Regions from separate parts of the Ovis aries genome. Here region 2 is linked to region 1. Evidence: chromatin contacts called from public Hi-C data. All regions are on one chromosome and are shown on one strand. Each heading gives the region's core, a stretch centred on a gene start, on an enhancer-like site or on the middle of the called end of the contact. The rest is flanking DNA. Distances are from core to core; before and after follow the strand shown.

Region 1 (4,855 bases), core at 1,666-4,165:
TCCTATTAACGATTGGGAATTAAATGTTTAAAAGTTATAATTTAAAACATAATATGCACAGGTATTAGACAGCTGTCTGTTATACCTGGTAAACAATTACCTACATGAAAATTATGTACCAACTCCTTTCACTTTTCAGTATGACACTGAAATGATAACAGAGAAATGGAATACAGCGCTGTGTTATATGATGAAGAATTGTACCAGCCAACCATGGATCTAATTGCCCAGTCTTATTCATTTGCATCCTATTTCTTTTTAGACTCAGGCTCATTTCTGCCAGCCTTCAGGCTGCAGGCTATGTGAATTTACAAACCAACCCCAAAGCTTGTCCTTCACTCAGGCAAATAATAGGATACATGCAGCCTCATTCTCAGGATACTGCTTTGAATAATGTCTAGAGCTACAATAATCCCCCTTGTGGTCATATTGAGTATTTACCAGGCTCTTGGGGAAACCAACAAAAACCTCAGCGATATGTGTATCCCCAGAATCATCCTCTCACACAGCCTTTAATCAAATAGTTAACACTATTTGATTCCAGAATTCTTCTGACTAACACTTAGTGGTTTTTATGTGTATGCAACAAGAAGGAAAAAGAGCAAATTCTTAGGAGAATTAGTAGATAAAAGAGAGATGTGAAGAGGATGCAGTTAATACCAATTATCTCACTTGCCCTCCTCCGTGTCATATGCAAGGTAGGGATGTGAAATTTTCAATTTCTACTTTGCTTCCATGTTTAATATTATTTATCATTCGTCCCTATGTTTCTATGTTCTTTTTTGAAAATTTTTATTGGAGCATAGTTGCTTTACAACGTTGTGCTAGTTTCAGGTGTACAACCAGATGAATCAGCTATACAAATACATATGCTGCTGCTGCTGCCAAGTCACTGCAGTGGAGTCCGACTCTGTGTGGCTCCACAGACGGCAGCCCACCAGGCTCCCCCACTCCTGGGATTCTCCAGGCAAGAACACTGGAGTGGGCTGCCATTTCCTTCTCCAACACATGGAAGTGAAAAGTGGAAGTGAAGTCCCTCAGTTGTATCCGACTCTAAGCGACCCCATGGACTGCAGCCTACCAGGTTCCTCCGTCCATCGGATTCTCCAGGCAAGAGTACTGGAGTGGGGTGCCATTACCTTCTCCACAAATACATATATCCACTCTTTTTTAGATTCTTTTCTCATATAGGTCATTACAGTGTATCCAGTAGCATTCCCCGTGCTATACAGTAGGTCCTTATTGGTTACCTATTTTATATATAATAGTGTGCATACCTCAACCACAAGCTCCCAATTTATCTCTCCCCTCAATGTTCTTCAGCATCAATGTATTGTTTTAGTATACAAATATCCTAAAAATAGGGGTCATTAGACTGTCGCTTTGATGACTGCAGAAAAATCTACTTTTGAGGGAATTAACAAAACAAGAGAAATGAAAGCACTAGGTAGACAAGTAATAATAATAAATAATAAATAAGAGTGTGACGGTACTTCTTAAAAGGACCTGTGTAACCTATAAACAATACAGTGTTGGAGCTTTATTTTCTTACTCCCACTTCCCCTCTCTCTTCCAAGGTAAACTCTTCAGCTGTCTTCTTTCCCTCCCAAACTGCCTCAAAATTTCCTTCACAAGTCCTCACATTGTAATAGCGGAGCATCTTTCTCTCTTGAAATCGGACTTTGAGACTTAAGAAGTCACTGGCATCTTATTACACAACCGACATCCGCTGTCCCATGCAGCAAGGTTTCCCAGATGGGCCTGAGGACCTGTTACAGAATACAAGTTTGTGTGCCTGACACACAGTGAAGCCAAACCAACCAAAACAGGAGTTTGGAGCAGAGAAAGGTTTTATTGCAGGGTTAAGCAAGGAGAAAGGGTGGCTCATGCTCTAAGTAAATCCCTGAACTGAGAGCGTGTAGAGAGTAAGTTTTTATAGGAAAAATTTGGGGTGAGGGCTGCAAGGCATGTGACTTCCTTCTGGTAGGTTGGTAGTGAGGAATCTTGCCCTCAAGTTTAAGTTACCATTCTCTATCTAGGCAGGGCCTAATTCCCATAGAACTCATAAATACTACTATATTCAGGTGATGTTAGTGGTAAAGACCAAGCTTGCCAAAGCAAGCAACAGGGGTTCAATTCCTGGGTCAGGAAGATCCCCCAGAGAAGGAAATGGTAACCCACTCCAGCATTCTTGCCTGGTAAAATTCCAGAGGAGCCTGGTGGGCTACAGTCTGTGGAGTCACTAAGACACAGCTGACCACACACTCCCTGAGGAGGAACCAAGACCGTGCCCCAGTGCTGTGCTATTTTTACTTGACTATGCCTCTTTTGTTTCCGTCCCCTAATAAGCAACTGCTGAAATCTGGAATTCGACTGAATTCCAAAGAAGCTAAAAGAAGTCTATAAACAAGCAACAGGGGGGAAAGAAGGGCTTTCCTGCCCAGGTGGGCCCCACAGGGGCCCGCTTGGTTTCTGAGTCTCAGAAAGGCCCAGTAGTAGGATCTTGAGCTCAGATATGCTTTTCTCTAGATGGTCTGCACGATAATTAGCCTAAGGTAACCCAATGCTTTGTATGAATTAAAGTCTTCTTCAGTAGTTCAAAACCCAAGGTCCCTGTCCTAAAACACAGAAAAAATTCGCCTAACGTCTCCACATGCAGGTGTACTTCAAGTTACTGCAACAGCAACAGGCAGTCAAAAGACAAAGGACAAGGGTGAGCAACAAAGGTTTTAAACCCCAGGTTTACATTGAACAAAAACGCAGGACAAAATGGCGCCCTCCTCCAGAAGGAAAAGTCAACTCGAGCGGACCCTGCGGCCGCCAGGATCTCCCAGGGAAACGGGGGTGGGGAGGACGAAACTCACGTGAGCTGGAGCACCCTATGACAGCGGCAGTCAGGCTCCACCCCGTTTTTCACTACTCCCTGTGCACATGCGCTCCAGGCCCTCGGCGGGCAGCCAGTTGCGCAAGCGCAACAGACCCCTCCTCTCGCGTAACTGACGCAAGGAGGCTGTAATCTGTTCGCAGTTTATCCCGTGTGACCTTGAGTCCTTCCTGCTTCCAAGGACCGGGGTTGTCCACAGTTCTGCCTTATACCGCTCTTAGACCTCCCGTCTCTCATGGAGCCCTGACCTTCTGCAGCAGGCGCAGAAGGACATATTGTTCCCAACTATCAGGCTTCGAAGCGTATTAGCCATAGGCCCTGCCTCTGGGCGCGGCATACCAGGTATTCTCTGATCAGGCAGCACGGGCGGCGCCTCAGACGATGAGCGGGCTTCCAGGCCTCAGCGGTCAACCCCCGCCCCTCACCCCACGTGGTAGGAGGTTTCCAGAATCGCTAGCACCTCTGCGCCGCGCTACCCTCGACCGTCCGAGCGTCTCTTTGCTGTCTCGTACTTCCACCGTCTAGCAGCCATGATAAGCGCCAGCCGAGCCGCAGTATCCCGTCTCGTCGGCACCGCAGCCTCCCGGGGCCCCACAGCCGCCCGCCACCAAGTAAGGGACTGCCGGGCCCTCCCTGAGGGGCTCACGGTCTTGGGACTCAGTGCGGCAGGCCGCGCGCGGCCTTCGGGGTCAGAATCCTCCGGGAAAGAGGAGCGATGGAAAATACAGTATTCAGTGTTGCTGATTCAAGGATTAATTCAGGGTTTTGCCTTTCTCTCTTTGCTGAGTCACACTCCTTGGGAGCGTAGAGTTTAATTTCACTGTTATATTTCACCAAGTAGCTGGTAGTCGTTCTGATAGGCTTTTTGATACGGATTACGCAGTTTGGGCCTTGAGGTCGTAGTCTATAGGGAAGGAATAGCTATTATAGTTTTTATTTTCGCTTACGGGTAGAAGGAGTCTTCTAAAATCCGGAGTGTGCAAGGACCCCGTTACTATGATATGACGAAGGAAGAAAGAGCATCCGAGCAATAAATTAAAAGTCAAGCTCTGATTTTCTCGTTTGCGAACATGTAATAGTGGTTTTCCCAGAATCTTCATCTCCGTTATTTCAGAAAAAAAATAAGCAAATCAGGAAAAGGGCATGGAGTGATTGCTCATTATCGTGTAAGAGTAGAAACACATCTTTTGTAATTGTGTTTCTTTGCGCTCAGGTTGAGTAAAGGACAACTTGCAATAGCCTGAGGTGAGAATGTAACAGAGGTCTTTGATCCTGATCAGAGGCCAGTCCTGACATTTTTTCCCCCCCTACTCCACATTCCGCCCCCACCCCAAACTGACTTAAGAAGGTGGCTAATTCTATTCCCCTTAAAGCATTAGCTTGGCAACATCAGGGGAAATGACTCAGATTAAGTTAAATCTATATTTGCAACACACACATGTGTGGATCTTAAGTGGACACTGCTGTGACAGTGAAATTGAGTAGTTATTTTGTAATGTATTTTTGCTTCTCCAGGGGATGTTTGGCAGTGTTTGAAAAAGACTTTGGTTGTTACAGTCTGGGTAACCATGCTACTACTAGGTTCTAGTTGTAAAGGTCCAAATTGTTGCTGAACATCCTGCAGTGAACAGCCCAGCTCCCAACAAAAGTTTTGTTCAAAATCAATAATGCTGAAATTGAGAAACCTTTTGTTAATGTAATTCAGGACAGTTTTACATGTACTTGTTTGTTTGACTTATTTGGAAAATTTATACTTTATTGGACTTGATTGCTGTGTCAGTACCGTTATGCCTGTTATATATAAAATATTTTACAATTTCGAAGAACTTTATGCATGGTAGCCACTCAGAATGAAAATCTCAAACGTTCACATATTCTTCAGAAGAATAGTTAAAACAAGCCCAAGTTTTCATGTGTAGCTGATGGCTGATGCAATTTTTTTTTTTTAAGGATGGCTGGAATGGCCTTAGT
Region 2 (4,863 bases), core at 682-3,181, 670 kb before region 1:
AACCTGTCAGACCAGAACCATTCTCCGTGTTAGGTTTCTCCCTGCAAAGGCACATGCTTGCAGATTTAACCTCAATGGAAAAACAACTGTGCTGGCATCCTGGTATAGTTAACAACAGAGTAGGCATGAACCAGGCCCAGAATGCCAACCAGCTATCGGCTGCTGTTCTCCCAGCAGTGTAACACTTGCCTAGGTACACGGAAACCTAGGCAGCTGCCTACAGCTGGGGCCAAAGATAGGTTAATGGGGCTGCACTTACCTGGGGCTGCATCTGCTCAAAAGTTCACAGCCGGATGCTCTGCAATCAAAGCACTCCAGGTTATAGACAGCCAACAGTTAGTGAACACTTGTGTGGTGTTTAAGACCCCTACCCTCAAAACTCCCTTAACTTAGTGAGGCCTGAACCACAGAAATGATAGTCAACAATAAAACAAACAGCTTTCCTTTGGCTAGCTTTATTTTCGTCATTCTTACTTGCATACAACAGCAGTTCAACAGTAGCAAATTAATGATTTCATCAACAAGTTATCAGGAAGCTTGGCTGTTACTTAACAGCCAAGTGACAGTGGGCAAATAACTTAACCTCTGTACCTGTCTCATTTATAGAATGGGGGTGTTGTACACCGGGTGTTCAGGAGGTTTAAATGGAATATAAATTAAGTGCATAAGATAATATCTGCTATATACTGGGCACTAAACATTTGCTATTGTCAGGAACTTACTCTAAGCAAAGAAATGATGAATACTGGTGAGCAGAAGGGGAACTTACCCTTGGAAAGCAATGGGCGCTAAAAATTGGAAAGGCTGGTTGAAACTAGATTGAGAAGGGCCTCAATTATGTGATCTATTGAACCATAAAAGCAGCATTTTATTTTATTTCTTAAAAGCAGCATTTTAAAAATAACTGGATGCAGTAACGGATGTTAAAGAAACTAGCGGCAGTTAGGTTGCCATTCCTGCCAACGACCCCAACTACTGGTTGAAAACAATAACCAAAATGTTTGCAAAAATGTTAATAAACATTCCTTCCCATTCACCCTTACGATTTACCTTGTTTGTATAAGGTGAGAGTATCTAAGACAATACTTTTTCCCAGCCTTCCTCTAATTTCACTCCAAAACGTTTCCAAAATTAGAGGAAAAGGAAAATAGAGGGCTCATTGTCCAGGTCTAAAAACGAATCTAAAAATAGCCTGTCCCTTTCGGCGCTCGGGTTGAAGGGACTGACAGAGCTCCACCCGACCACGTGTTCCTCACGAACCTTCCCAAGTCCCTGGCCCTAGTGCCTGGGGACCAAGGCTCCCCGAGACCGACTCTCGGCAACTCTCCAGGGACAGCAGGGATGGTAGAAAACGGGGTGACTCTTGGGGCGCGATCCCTCAGCATTTCTTCAAGATGCCCTCCAAACCTTGGGTCACTAGGGAATGAGCCCCAGTTTCGTCCCGTGCCTCGGAAGAAGCCTCCAAACCACTGTCTCTCGCCCCTGCTGGTAAACCTCCAAGGCTTCTCCCCACTTTGCCCTTACTCACCGGCACGTGTCCGGAGCTCGGTAGGGACACAGCAGCCGGGTCAGAGACCGCCGGGGAAAAGGGCAGTCGGGCGCCGAGGGGAGCCCCGCCCCGGGGCGGCTACTGGGCGGGCCCTCGGTGGGCGGGGCCCAGAAACCCCGCCCAGGAAAGCGTTAGGAAAATGGGAGAGCTGTGGTAGAGATGGGCATACTCTACACAGGAGCTAGACCCAAGAAGAGAAAAGATAGAATTCCGAACAAGCGCTACGGTTATTTGACAGCCATCTCATTTGTACTTACGCGTGGAAAGCACGCTGGGTTTGAAACTGCTTAAGAGAAAACTTGATGTGTCCTAGTGGGGCGGTGCTTCCTGTCAGCCCACTCCGAGCGCCGCGGGTTCCTCGCACACGTATGTGGCGCCTTTTGGTTGCTGCAAGCTCAGCCCACGCTTTTTCCTCCTCCCACGCAGATCCTCTTCCTGGCTTTCTTCAGCATTTCTGTCACTCAGCCAACGGATCGCCCACGCACACAGGTCACCTTGGTTTTGGGGATCTTTCCAGGAGGTTTTCGCCCGGATTATGCTAGTCGCTCCTACAGCGGGACCACATCCCTGGGGCCCTGAGTGGGATCTTTAGCTGAGCTGCAGCAGCTAAAGAGTACTGGCTTTCTCTGCCAAACTTGCCTTCCACCGTGGCACAGTCAGCCAAAGAGGCCATATCTTTGGTCTGGACGGGTTGCCCACCAGGTTATCAGCATTTCTTTTGAACACTAATCCTCCCCTCATTACTTGAAGTCAATATGATTCTCTCCTACTGAACATTTTGGTGAAGCTGAGGATGAGAAAGGCAAGGTCCAGTAGCAGTACTTCCTAAATCCATTCTATAATTTTCCAAAGTCTAAAGCCACTTTGTTTCTAGCATCTCCCTGCCCCCAACCCCCAGCATCTGGTTGGCTCTGCCCATCTGTTGCACCTGGCATCTTTGTCAGGTGAACCCTTGGGAGTAGCCAAAGTCCTTGTCATCTGCCAGCATGTCTTATTATCTGAATTTCCTCAGGTATTTCATAATGGGGAAAAAATGTGCTTCCTATAAACCCAACCCTCCCAGACCTCTGCTGAGAAAGCCTAGAGTCCTACATTGATTCCAGGAAAAAATTTTAGGCTCTAAGGATAGAGAGCCCTGAAGTGGCAAACACAAACCGCCACCACCACCCCCGCCCCGCCCCCCGCCCCGCCCCAGTATGGATGGAGTTGGACACAGTCTCTGGTAGGAAAAAGGCTTACATAAATACAGTATTTAAAAACATCACATGATCAGTGCTGAGCTGGTAGGCAGGAGATCTGCTTTGCAGTTAAATAGGAATGTGGCTGAAGACTGCTGCCCTAATCAGTGCCCACATCCAGCTATCATAGTGTGTTCATAAAAGATGGTTATGAGAGCTGTAAAACTGGGCCGATTGGGTGGGTAATTGTCCTGCAGAGCTCTGCTAAAGGAGAAATTGCATTGGCATCTCATGTATTTTGCTTTCTTTTGTTCCATACACACAAAATGAAGAAGGGACAGCTACCCTGAGGATTCATGAAAAGGAAAGATGAAGTTTGTGTGAAAGTGTGCATGTGTGCTTTCAGAGCAGAGACAGGAAGTAATTGAGAACAGAGATACCAGGGCCTTTGGGGACAGAGGGACCAAATAACTTGGAGTCACCTGAATTCACAGATCAGTCCAAGGAGAAGGCAGAATTTGTGTAGAGGGAAGTAAGTAAGTAAGGCTGAGAGATGGGCCATGTTCTCATGTGGTATTGAAAATGGAGTCACCTTTTTAAGGTATAGGCCATTCAGTGTCCTTTTGAGGAAAACCTAGATTATGATTTCTTCATTTTCCGGTTAAAAAATCGTTTATAGTCTTAATCTCCATCCTTTCAAGTTCTGAATTCATTTTGGTGAGTTGTATTATGTGGTCTTTTACTTATAGTATCAACTACTTTTCTACCTGTTTGTTTCTTATTCTTATAAAGACAAAATTGTTAGGAATAATAATGAAAAAGAAAAGGGAAAATTTTTGAGAGAAAAAAGCAGCCAGATGCAAAGGATTAGAATAGGTCCATTAGCCCCGAGTTTGACCTCATAATTGCAAAGCTGGCCCCAAAGGACACTAGGTTTCCAAGCTTCTTTTTTTTTTTTGTTTCCAAGCTTCTTGCCTGCCTTTCCCTTTCTCCTCCATTTATCCTTTCCATCTTGCTTCCTTACTGGATGTGTTTTGCCCTTGAGACTGCTCTTTTCCTCGCTTCTCTAGACAAGAATCACCAGTAGAGAAATATTTAATCACTTGTTCAATTAGTCAATCAGCCAATCAACATTTAGTGAACATCTACCGTTTACCAGATCCTGATCAGGTACTGTGTTAAAGTCAGAGGAGTGGAAATTCCAGCCTACCTAAAGCTTACAATCTAGTGGGGAAGAAAGATAAGTAAAATAAGTATCCTTGGACATATGTCAGGGGGCAGAGAACCTTGCCTGCGGAATCAAGGAGAGCACTAAAGGTATCAGTATTCCCTCTGGCTGACCGTAAAGGCTTAGAGTAGAAGAAGGATCCCTCCTGCGTCCCTGTACCCCTTGGTGCTGCTCTATAATAGCTACCCAAGTTAGAGTGGGGCCCTGTAGTAGTCCTTATTTCCCAAAGGCATATAGGGATTGGCAAGGATATAGAGAAATTGGAACCCTCATACACTGCTGATAGGAATGTGAAATGGTGCAGGTGCTTTGGAAAACAGCCTGGCAGTTCCTCATAGTATTAGACATAGAGTTACTTTAAGGCTCAACCATTCCACACCTAGGTATATACCCAAGAAAGTGAAAGTGCAAATCTACACAAAAATTTGCACACACATGTTCATAGCATTAATTGTTAAGAGTTAAGAAGTTGAAACAAATGTCATTTAACCGACAAATGAATAAACAAATGTGGTATATCTATACAGTGAAATATATTTTGGCCATAACAAGAAATGAATACTAATTCACATGATACAACCTAAATGAACCTTGAAAACATTATGTTAAAGAAGCCAGGCTGAAATGGAGTAGGACCCTATGGTCATTGCTCCCCATGTCCTCCACTTGCCTTTAGTCTGTGGAAAAACTTTTGTTGTTGTTTACTCCCTAACTCGTGTCTGACTCTTTTGTGACCCTGTGCACTGTAGCCTGCCAGGCTTCTCTGTCCATGGAATTCTCCAGGCAAGAATACTAGGGCGGGTTGCCATTTCCTCCTCCAGGGGATCTTCCCAACCTAGGGATCAAATCTGCATCTCCTGCTTTGGCAGGCAGTTCTTTACCACTGAGCCAACAGAGAAGCCCAGAAA

What was found. Hi-C and Micro-C count contacts between places; a contact is called where the count stands out from the background.
Region 2: a Hi-C map of tail adipose tissue shows a contact between it and region 1, with 4 times the contacts expected there. The contact joins the promoter of MATR3 here to the promoter of CTNNA1 in region 1. A contact is called at or near these places in 6 of 16 Hi-C or Micro-C datasets (hypothalamus, mesenteric adipose tissue, muscle and 2 more).

Annotation. Positions count from the first base shown.
Region 1 is chr5:47,581,426-47,586,280 of ARS-UI_Ramb_v3.0, reverse strand. CTNNA1 (catenin alpha 1) reads right to left here and starts at 2,915. Exons shown (of 21, transcript XM_060415818.1): 1 at 2,865-2,915. HSPA9 (heat shock protein family A (Hsp70) member 9) reads left to right here and starts at 3,313. Exons shown (of 17, transcript XM_004008840.5): 1 at 3,313-3,495; 2 at 4,835-4,855. The coding sequence starts at 3,415.
Region 2 is chr5:48,247,426-48,252,288 of ARS-UI_Ramb_v3.0, reverse strand. MATR3 (matrin 3) reads right to left here and starts at 1,931. Exons shown (of 17, transcript XM_060415830.1): 1 at 1,807-1,931; 2 at 260-298.